Linked DNA regions of Sus scrofa: regions 2 and 3 are each linked to region 1. Evidence: chromatin contacts called from public Hi-C data. All regions are on one chromosome and are shown on one strand. Each heading gives the region's core, a stretch centred on a gene start, on an enhancer-like site or on the middle of the called end of the contact. The rest is flanking DNA. Distances are from core to core; before and after follow the strand shown.

Region 1 (3,076 bases), core at 270-2,769:
AATAAAAGCTGATACTTCTAAAATTTCAGCAGCACACTCCCCCTTACTCAATTCCACAGGATTTTCATGGATTGTAGAAAACTAATGTGAGGTGTTTGCAAGATACTTAAAATGTATTTTTAGAGTGAGTTCTGGAAGTTTTTGTATTTAAATTTTTGGTGTTAAATTATAACAGTGGAATTTTGTAGCTACTGTATATCTGACTTATAAACAATAGAACAATAGAAAAATCCATAATTACATAAAGCTTTTCCGTTTTCTGGGCATTTTAGTTGGTATTGGTTTCTGTTATACTCTGTTGAAGTATTCGAGGTAAATTTCCAATGTCAATAGACAAATGAAAGAGAATAGGTGGGTTGGTGGGGTGGAGTCAGTCAAAAGTACCAGATTCCATCTGTTTCTGTAGAAAATTAGTTGTGTCACTTTGGACAAATCCCTAACATTGCAGCTTCATTACCTTAAAGACCAAGAGATTGAAATGTGACCTAATAAAGGCCCTTCAAATATGAAATTATATGAAAATAACTAATAAACTCATGTAAAACAAGATTTTACACGTATTTGCCAGGCATTCTACTTGCGAAAGTAAATCTTTAAACCTTAAAAAATTTCGGTGACTGCAGAAAAAGCGCTTGCATGATGAAGAAATCACAGAAACTCATCATTTGCCATGCAGAGAGAAGTTTAAACTACACCCCTACCTCTTAAATCTTTAAGAGTTTATTAATTATGGTTCTCCAAACTTCACATCCAGCGTCTCTGTGACCTCAGGCCTTTGTGACCTCAGACCAAACGCCGGGGTGGGAGTGGGTGTATTTATTTATTTAAGATCAGTCTTTCTGCCAAGGCTCAAGGGTTCAGGGTCTATGTCTTGAAGTATTTCTTGGAGGGTGCTCAGCAGTTTCCGGACTGGCTGACTCTCTAAGGGATGAAAGTCGGCTCCGTGTAAATAACTTGACCAAAAAGAGTGCGATCTCAGATGTAGGGAAAGGGGCATGGAATTACAACCCCGAGTTCACTCTTCCCTCTCTCGATTTGCAGCCAGGGAAACGCTCAAGGACCTGGAGGGCGTCCAAACACTCAGGCTGGTCGAACTCAGAAAGCAATGCCGGGGCTCTGCTGTACCTCAGAACCTGTAATAATAAGGGAGTTCTCCCTGGTACACTGGGACGCCTCCCACTTAACCGGGAAGAGGCTGGAACCCGTCCGGTTCCACTTAGTATTGCAGGACCACCCCGCCCGCAGGAGTTGTGTCTCTTCTGTTGGCGGGGGACCTTTCATGCTGGGAGTAACCTCCGCGCGCCCACCAGGTCCCTGCCCACGCGATCAGTAGTGTTGCGGAAAAGCCGGTGGGGCGGGGTCGGAAAATGTTTGGCTGCTCCTGATGCTCGCCCAGTTGCCAGGCAATGGGGGAGGAGGCGGGGCCGAGGAGAAGGCAGAGCCCAGCTGTGCCCGAAAGGGGCAAGCGTCAGAGAGGCGGCCGCGCAGGCGCGGTAGCTCTCTCCCGGCCTATCGCTCCGCCCCAAACCTGGAGCCGGAGCTGCGCATGAGTCGCGCGAGCAGGCACTTTGGCCCCTCCTAGGGCTCGCGGCGGCGTTTCGTGTCCGGCACCGGTGGCGGCAGAGTAGGAGTCGCCCCGGAGCCGATGAACTGAGCGCCTCCTGAGAGGGGCCCGAGGAAGGCAGGCTCAGGGAAAAGGAGCTCCGCGTCCACCGCGGCTGAGGAAAATGGTGTTCGAGTCGGTGGTCGTGGACGTGTTGAACCGGTTCTTGGGGGACTATGTGGTGAACCTGGACACATCCCAACTCACTCTGGGCATCTGGGGAGGTAATGAGACCGCCGCCGCCCTTCCATCTCGCCTCCCTCCCAGGCTCCAGTTGCCAGCGCCTGGCCTTGCCTTTTTGGGGCCTCGAGCCCCTCGCTCGCCGAGCGCTACCACCTGCCGCCGCTCTCGTTGGGGTCAGATTACGTAGAGCCCGGCAGCAGTTCCGGGCCTCCGTCTGCGAGTTATTTTTTTGGCCTGAGGGGAATGGGGTGTTGGGTGCGGGATGAAAAGGGCCCCTGTTTCTGGCTAAGAGGACCTGCAGTGGACTCCAAGGGTCTGGAGTTCAAATCCCGCCGAGGCGCCCTTTTCTGCCCCTGGCGGTCCAGTTTCAGCTGTGCTGGGCGAGGGTTGGCAACGAGACGCAGTTGAGCTTAGTTTGTTCCATTTTACCCCCTTGGGTCGTGACGGAGGCCCCGGGCAGCCCACGGAGTGGCTCACGCCGCCTTGCACGTGAAAGCCAGGCGTTGTGACCAAAGACGCCCTCTTCCTTCCTCGCCCAGCCTCCCGGTACGGCCGAACGGTGCCGGCTTCTGGGCTCCCCCTTCCGGCCACACCACCTGGACTCCGGGGTGGCTCGCTTGGGTTGGCTGGTAACACAGGGCGAAAACTCCTGTGCAGAGTGACTCGAGGGGTTGGTTGTGTGTTTTAAATTCACAACCTCACGCAGCAGTGTAAAGCTTTGGGGTTTTGTGGATCCCAGTGAGTTAACTGAATTTTTTAAAAAACGAGGTGCGCCGGGCAACTTCTCATACGGGGATGAACCTGTCCTTAATGTTGTTTAGATGGTGAGGGACCGGGGCTTTATTATAGCGTCCGTTGTTTTCTGGTGGTCTTTCTTATTTGGTGCTTCATTTTTAGTGCTTCCACCTGTTTGTGTATTATATACCCTTATCTATTTAAAACCCGTTAGACAACAGATTCCTCTTCTTTACAAAATGACTCTCCCAGGCTAAAGCTAGGGTTATTTTTGTGTGTGTTTGTAGTATATGTTTAAAAAATTTTTACTGTTCTTGAATATACACACACTTTCAGTCTTCTAAAGTACTTTGGTATTTTTCTTTTATGAAATAGTGTGAACAGGTAATATAGTTTGATAAAGAAAACCTGTTGTTACTGTTGTTGACAGCTAGTACCATGATAGTGAGACTACTAGACTACAAGAACTAGTATCAGAAATTTGCAGATGATTTAATCGTGCTGCTTCTCATTTGCAAAATAAAAATAATAAAACTTGTCTCCACCTACCTCTGT
Region 2 (3,022 bases), core at 11-2,510, 570 kb after region 1:
AGGTTCATTATCTATGAAGAAAAGACATTTCTTCATAGATAATGTGCAAATGACCATTAGGGAAATCAAAATCACAGTGAGATACCACTTTATATCTATTGAGAATGCTATTTTAAAAAAACAAAACAAAATAAAAAATACTAAGTGTTCAGCAAGAATGCAGTGAAATTTTAACTTTAATACATTGCTGGTGGGAATATAAAATGGTATAGCCACTATGAAAAACAATATGGTGGTTTCTCCAAAAATTAAAAATAGAATTACTTTATACTCCAGCAATTCTACTTGTGGGTAGAAGAAAGAAATGAAAGCAGGAACCTGAAAAAAATACTTATATACCCATTTTATAGCAGTAATATCCAAACAGTCACAAGGTAGAAACAACCCATAAATATCCATTAATGGATGAATGGATAAACAAAATGCTATATATGCATACAATGAAATATTCTGCCTCAAAAAGGAAGGAAACTGTGACTTATACATGGATGAATCTTGAAGACACGATGCTAAGCAAAATAAAGTCAGTCAAAAAGGATGAATACCACATGGTTCCACTTATGAAATACCTGGAGAGTAGTCAAATTCCTAGAGACAGAAAGTAGAATGGTGGCTGTTAGGGGGTGGGGAAAGGGGAAGTGGAGATTTAATGCTTAATGGGTTTAGTTTCAGTTTGCAAAGATGAAAAATTCTGAGATGGATGGTGGTGATGGCTGCATTACAACGTGAATGTTTTTGATACCACTGAACTGTACACCTTAAAAATGGTAAATTTATGTATTATTCACTACAGTAAAAAAAAAAAAAAAATTGGCACACTGTGAGGCAGAGAATAAAATCTGTAGAGAAGAAAAATTCTTCTTTGTTTCCTTAAAGCTTTTAAGCTTTCCTTAGTTCTTTTTCAGTGGTTTAGAGTTTGTATATAACACATCATTAACTCACAACATATATGGAAAGTGTGAATTGTTCTTGATAACTGTTGAAACACTTTCAAATAAGGAAGGTATACTTTTAAGAATCTGGGAGAAAGAAAATAAACACCATTGTCCCTTGTGATTTTTGACTACTAAATAATGCACATTTGATGAGATTTCTGGGTGTCCCTGACTTTGAGTCTGATCCAGAAGGGAGAGGTGCTGAACATGCACAAAATGCTCACTCCCTTCCAGGCTGGGCTTATTGCCATGAGGCCACCAGACAATGGTGTTCAGATGCCTGGTTATGCAGTTTCGTGGCCACTGCCTGCCCCAGCAGCGGTGTAAAGTGCTAACAGCTGGAGTCGCCTTTGCTGGAAGGATCAGCACTCCTTAAAGCGTGATGGCCTCTGAGTGAATACCCTTTGCTCCTGTTTGCAACAAGGTGGCTAAATGGAGCCTTTGGGGGGGGTGACAAAGGGAATGGCTGTCTTGAACAACAACTAAGTTAACTTGAGATTTTGGTAAGCCTTTCTCTAGTGCCTTCTGAAATACTCTCTGCACTCCTGTCCTTCACAGTTCCCTATAAGATCTACCTTTGGAAAGAAATAACGGGCAAATGAGATTACCCTTATATTAAGTATCTGTTGGGGCAGACTAATGTGTAATGATTGGCATGTGGGGGCTGACACAAGCCACATGTAGGAACCTCTAACTTCGAAGTTCCTGATGTCAGTGAGCTGGCAGGGGGACGAACCAGGAGGAAGGTAGGGTGGTCTTCTGGGTTCATCCAAAGCAGAGTTTTTCAACTTCTGCACTTCTGATATTTGGGGCAGGATAATTCTTCATTCTGGAGGGCTGTTCTGTCCATTTTAGGATGTTGAGCAGAACCGTAACATTTCCCACTAGATGCCAGGGCACCCCTCCTATTGTGAGACCCAAAGATGTCTGCAGACATTGGCAAATGTTCCCTGGGGTGCAAAAGAGCCTCCCTCCAGCCCTGTTGAGAGCCACTGCGGTAAACAGACCACGTAGGTGGTCAGCTGCTCTGCCAGTATGCATCACTGGCTGTTCTTGCCAAGGAGCTTATAATCTCACTAAGAAATTCAGATGTATACTCAAACTATTAGAAAATGATACAAGTCAGGATGTAAGATTAAGTGCTCAAAAGTGAAACAACAACAGTGACTCTTGTCAGATTTCCACAAGAGTAGAATTTGATAAAATGGAATGAGGATATTAATGTCTAAAGAGAACTCTTTTAAAATGACAAAACCGCTTAAAGGAGAAGGAACACTATAGATCTCAAATTGGTCTATTTTCATAGGATCTCCTGAGCAAAACCTTTCACCTTCTTTATCCCTCTCAAGCCATCATGACGTTTAATCAAGGCTGTTAAATCTTAAAATCGTGGTTCCCCCACCCTTACCCCCATTTTCTCCTTCTGAATAAGTCCTAAATATCCTCCAAATGTAGGGAATTCACTGGGTTTTAATGCTTTGAAAATAAGGACCTGTGTTGTCCTGGAAGCCAGGGGGCAAAGCTGACGTTTGTGCCTTGAACCCCACTGGAATAGCATCCTATATTAAAAGCCCAACGAGAACACAACTGCCAAACAGCACAGAAACTGCAAACTCCCCTCCCCTGGCTCTATATCCCAGGTGGGCAGAAGGTCCACTAAGAAGACATGAGTTTCTCATCTACTGAGACTGTTATACTCTCTCCAAAGATGAACACAACTTGAAATAATTCCAACAAGAATTGCCTTTTCTTTCAGTGTAAAAGATAAACACACAGACTCTTAATAGGGCTTGTGTATTTGAGCTACAAGCATTAGCTTCTCCTCAGGATGATGCATGGTAGTTAATAGGACTGAATAATTAGCAAAATGATTAGCACAACTTGAGAAATTTCAGTGTTGTAAGAAGCACTCTCGAGATAAGAGGAAGATGATGTTTACGGCTGCACATCCATTCACTGTCTAATAATGAAGAGAATTTTTATCCAACTGGATGTTTGTTCAGTTATAGTGGGCTCACTGCCTGGAGGAATTGCAGAAAGGCAGGTAAACACTTCACATGCCAAGACCCCAAAAAATACAACCTCAA
Region 3 (2,986 bases), core at 257-2,756, 840 kb after region 1:
TACATAAGCAGTTCCTTCCCAAAGGCAATTGGTTCCTTGAACCAGGAGATGGAATGCTCAAGATAAGAAAGAAAATGCATGCTTCTCAAATCAGAATTGACAATATAATATTCTTTTCTCCCAGAAATGTCTGAGAAACATATTTATTATACACGCAAATATCCACAACACAAGTAGAGACATTTTTCAGGCCTGTTACTGCAAAGCTGTTTGTTCTTCCTACCACAATAGCTCAGAGTTATGTCGCCCTGATTTGTATGTGAACGTTGATTCTGAACATTCTCTCAGAGATAATAATCAATAAAATTCCTAGACGAGAAATGGTATTTTCTTGCTAACTTAGTGTTAGGACAAAATGATGGGTTATTTTTTAGAAATTAAAGAGAAATTTTTGCTGTTCACTTCCCGTTTTCCTTCTAGCCCAGATTCCAAAGATATTAAAATCCTGTCCGTTTTAAACAAAAGGTTTCTATTTGTTTCCATGGGAGTAATTGAGAGGCTGTACTGGCTTTCAGTAGTAACTACTGTGAATTCAGGCCTACATCTGGGTTGCCTCATTAAACAAAAGATACCCGTCGCTGTCAACAACCACATCGCACAATCTCCTATATCCCCTCATCTTTATCTGAAAAGAATGGTGGAGAAACATTCCTGTCACCATAAAGAAACTCTTCTGGGTCCCTCCTTTTGGTGGTCTGGTGCACTCGTGTGACACATCTGGGCTTGCCTCCCCGCCTCCCCCCGCCCCAATACATAAGCCCCTTTCTTCGAAGAGCCAACCACTGGGCTCCCTCAACATCACTCCTTGGAGAATCCAGCCGCGAGTGTGCCCACCGTTCCACCATTCCCTCTCGACCCCCAAAGCACTGACAATGGCTGCAAACAGGCTACCCCACTGCACGCCATCCCACAACGTGCCCTGGCTCCGCTCGTCACCCTGGGGCCACACACACACAGCTCCCCAACTCCACCACCCCACCGGGCGCCAGGGCCACGACACTGGAAGTTCAATCCTTCAGCCCACCACCCCACCACCGTGCCTCTCCCCGAAGCAATCTGCTAGGTAGCAGATGCACCGCAGATAAACGCGCATCGCGAGTGCACAGCCCTCAGGGATACCAAAAGGCACACGCCAAGGCCCTGGGCAGGGCAGCCCCTACCCTTCTGCGCGCGCGCGCGGGCGTGTGCGCGCCCGCGCGAGTGCGGGAAGTGTCCGGGGGCGCGCCCGGGGAGGGCCGGAGCGAGCCGCAGGCGCCCGGGGGCGGGGGCCGCGGTCCCGGGGCCTGAGGGTGGCGGGCAGGGGGCACAGAGGCCCGGCGGGAGGGCCCGCGGCGGCCAGCCCAGGCAGTACTCACCGAGCAGCAGCAACTTGAGCTCTCGGCGGGCGTCCCGCTTGTCCCTGCGGAGCTGCCGCTCAATCTCGTCGTTGATCCTCCGGGCTTCCTTGGCCTCCTCGCTCAGGCAGCACGCCATGATGGACTCCAGAGTCATTCTTCCAAAGTGCCTCCGCTGCAGCCCCGCCGGCACCCCCTGCTCAACAAGCGCGCACACACACCCTCCCGCCCTCGCTCCCCCGAGGCAGCGGTGGCCGCCGAGCCCCCGCCGCCCGGGCGCGCGTCCTGGACGAGCTCGGGGAACCGCCGCGGGGTCCGCGGCGAGGGCCGGGGCCACCAGGTGGGCCGGGGGTGCGGCGGGAGCGTGCGGCTCGGGCTGCCGGGAGGAGCGAGGCGGGCGCGGGAGGCGGCCGCGGGCGCTGGCTCGGGGGGCGCGCTAGGGAAGGCCGCCGCGCCCGGCCTCGCTCAGACGCCCGCGCCTCCTTCCCCGGGAATGGGCGGCCCGCCTCGCCCCCCGCGCCGCCGCCGCCGCCGCCGAGGCTCCCCTAAGCCGTGCGCCCGGCGGCGAGAGCACATCCACCGGGGCGTCCCCGCAGCGAGCGGCCGCCGACGGCTCCCCACGCCTGGCGCGCCTGCTCCTCACCGCTGCCTGACACGGCTCCCGGGTGCCCTCGGCCCTGCCCGCGCCCACCGCCCGGCTCGCGCGCAAACCCGGCTAGCCGGCCCGCCCGGCCGCCGCGCGCTCCTCCGCCTCCGCCTCCGCCCCCGCCAGACGCCCACCCCCGGCCTCGATTGCCAGGCGCGGAGCTGCTGCTCAGTGCTCGCCCTCCCCCTCGCCACACACACACATTTTCTTCTTCTCTGAACTAGAGCACAGATCCGGGAGGGAGGCGGCGGCGGCGGCGGCAAGAGGAGGAGGAGGGAGGGAGTGGGCGCGGGAGGAGGGGAGCGGGAGGCGGTGCCTCCCGGCCCCTCCTGGAAGGCTTTCCTGGGCTCGCAGCCGACACGGCGCGCCTCCCAGTGCGGCTCTCGCCTCGCTCGCGCCGCTCGGCGGCTGCACCGGGCCCCTCGGACTCTGCGGGCGCCTCCCGCTCCCGCGCCCGGGGTCTGGCCCGCGGGCTCAGCGATCAAGGCAGTCCCTGGCGGGGGGGCGGGGCCGGGTCGCCGAGGCGCAGCCCGGGCCGCCGCCAACCTGCAGCTGCCGGCCGACCGCCCGGGCGTGGTAAAACGGGAATATGGCGGCCTCCGCCCGCCTTCTGCCCACCGGCCCCGGAACGCGGCGGCGGCCCCACCGGGAAGGCGCGGGACTCAGCCCAGCGAGCCCCGTGCACCGGCCGGCGCTGTGAACACCCGGCCGCACTCTGAAGGTGCCCGCGGCGCTCGCGTCCCCCGCCCGCAGATCCGCTTTGCCGGGCGGCTCTTCGCCCAGTTCACTGTTCTCTCCAGTTCCTATTTCTAAAACGCCATTTGGTTAGAAAGTATCTCGCGTCACCTCAGACCCCCAGTTCAATCACAGAAAATAAAATACATTCAATCTTGGAGTGCTACTGGAGGAAAGAAGGAATTGTCACTGGCTCTTGGAGAGGGACGGGGAAGATTAATAGGAGAAACATTCCACGAAGTTACTGGAGATAGAAATCTAAATCTTGAAT

What was found. A called contact is a pair of places that touch in the nucleus more often than the background predicts.
Region 2: a Hi-C map of omental adipose tissue shows a contact between it and region 1, with 1.6 times the contacts expected there. The contact joins the enhancer-like site here to the promoter of VPS13A in region 1. A contact is called at or near these places in 1 of 5 promoter capture datasets (fetal skeletal muscle), 9 of 47 Hi-C or Micro-C datasets (embryonic fibroblasts, epiblast stem cells, fetal heart ventricle and 5 more) and 1 of 2 datasets of contacts at active chromatin or transcription factors (alveolar macrophages).
Region 3: a Hi-C map of brain shows a contact between it and region 1, with 5 times the contacts expected there. The contact joins the promoter of GNAQ here to the promoter of VPS13A in region 1. A contact is called at or near these places in 1 of 5 promoter capture datasets (liver), 10 of 47 Hi-C or Micro-C datasets (alveolar macrophages, brain, embryonic fibroblasts and 6 more) and 1 of 2 datasets of contacts at active chromatin or transcription factors (skeletal muscle).

What each region holds. Positions count from the first base shown.
Region 1 is chr1:230,067,820-230,070,895 of Sscrofa11.1, forward strand. VPS13A (vacuolar protein sorting-associated protein 13A) reads left to right here and starts at 1,520. Exons shown (of 73, transcript XM_021065108.1): 1 at 1,520-1,827. The coding sequence starts at 1,728.
Region 2 is chr1:230,641,596-230,644,617 of Sscrofa11.1, forward strand. The region is part of intron 5 of GNAQ (G protein subunit alpha q); the gene reads right to left. Among named protein-coding and RNA genes, the nearest start is that of GNA14, 98 kb to the left of the region's middle. Within about 2 kb of position 1,261, at least 8 of the 83 cell types and tissues checked have an H3K27ac peak or open chromatin away from gene starts, as enhancers often do. A contact at or near this core is called in omental adipose tissue and subcutaneous adipose tissue, where this site is marked.
Region 3 is chr1:230,905,482-230,908,467 of Sscrofa11.1, forward strand. GNAQ (G protein subunit alpha q) reads right to left here and starts at 1,507. Exons shown (of 7, transcript NM_001038623.1): 1 at 1,356-1,507. The coding sequence starts at 1,491.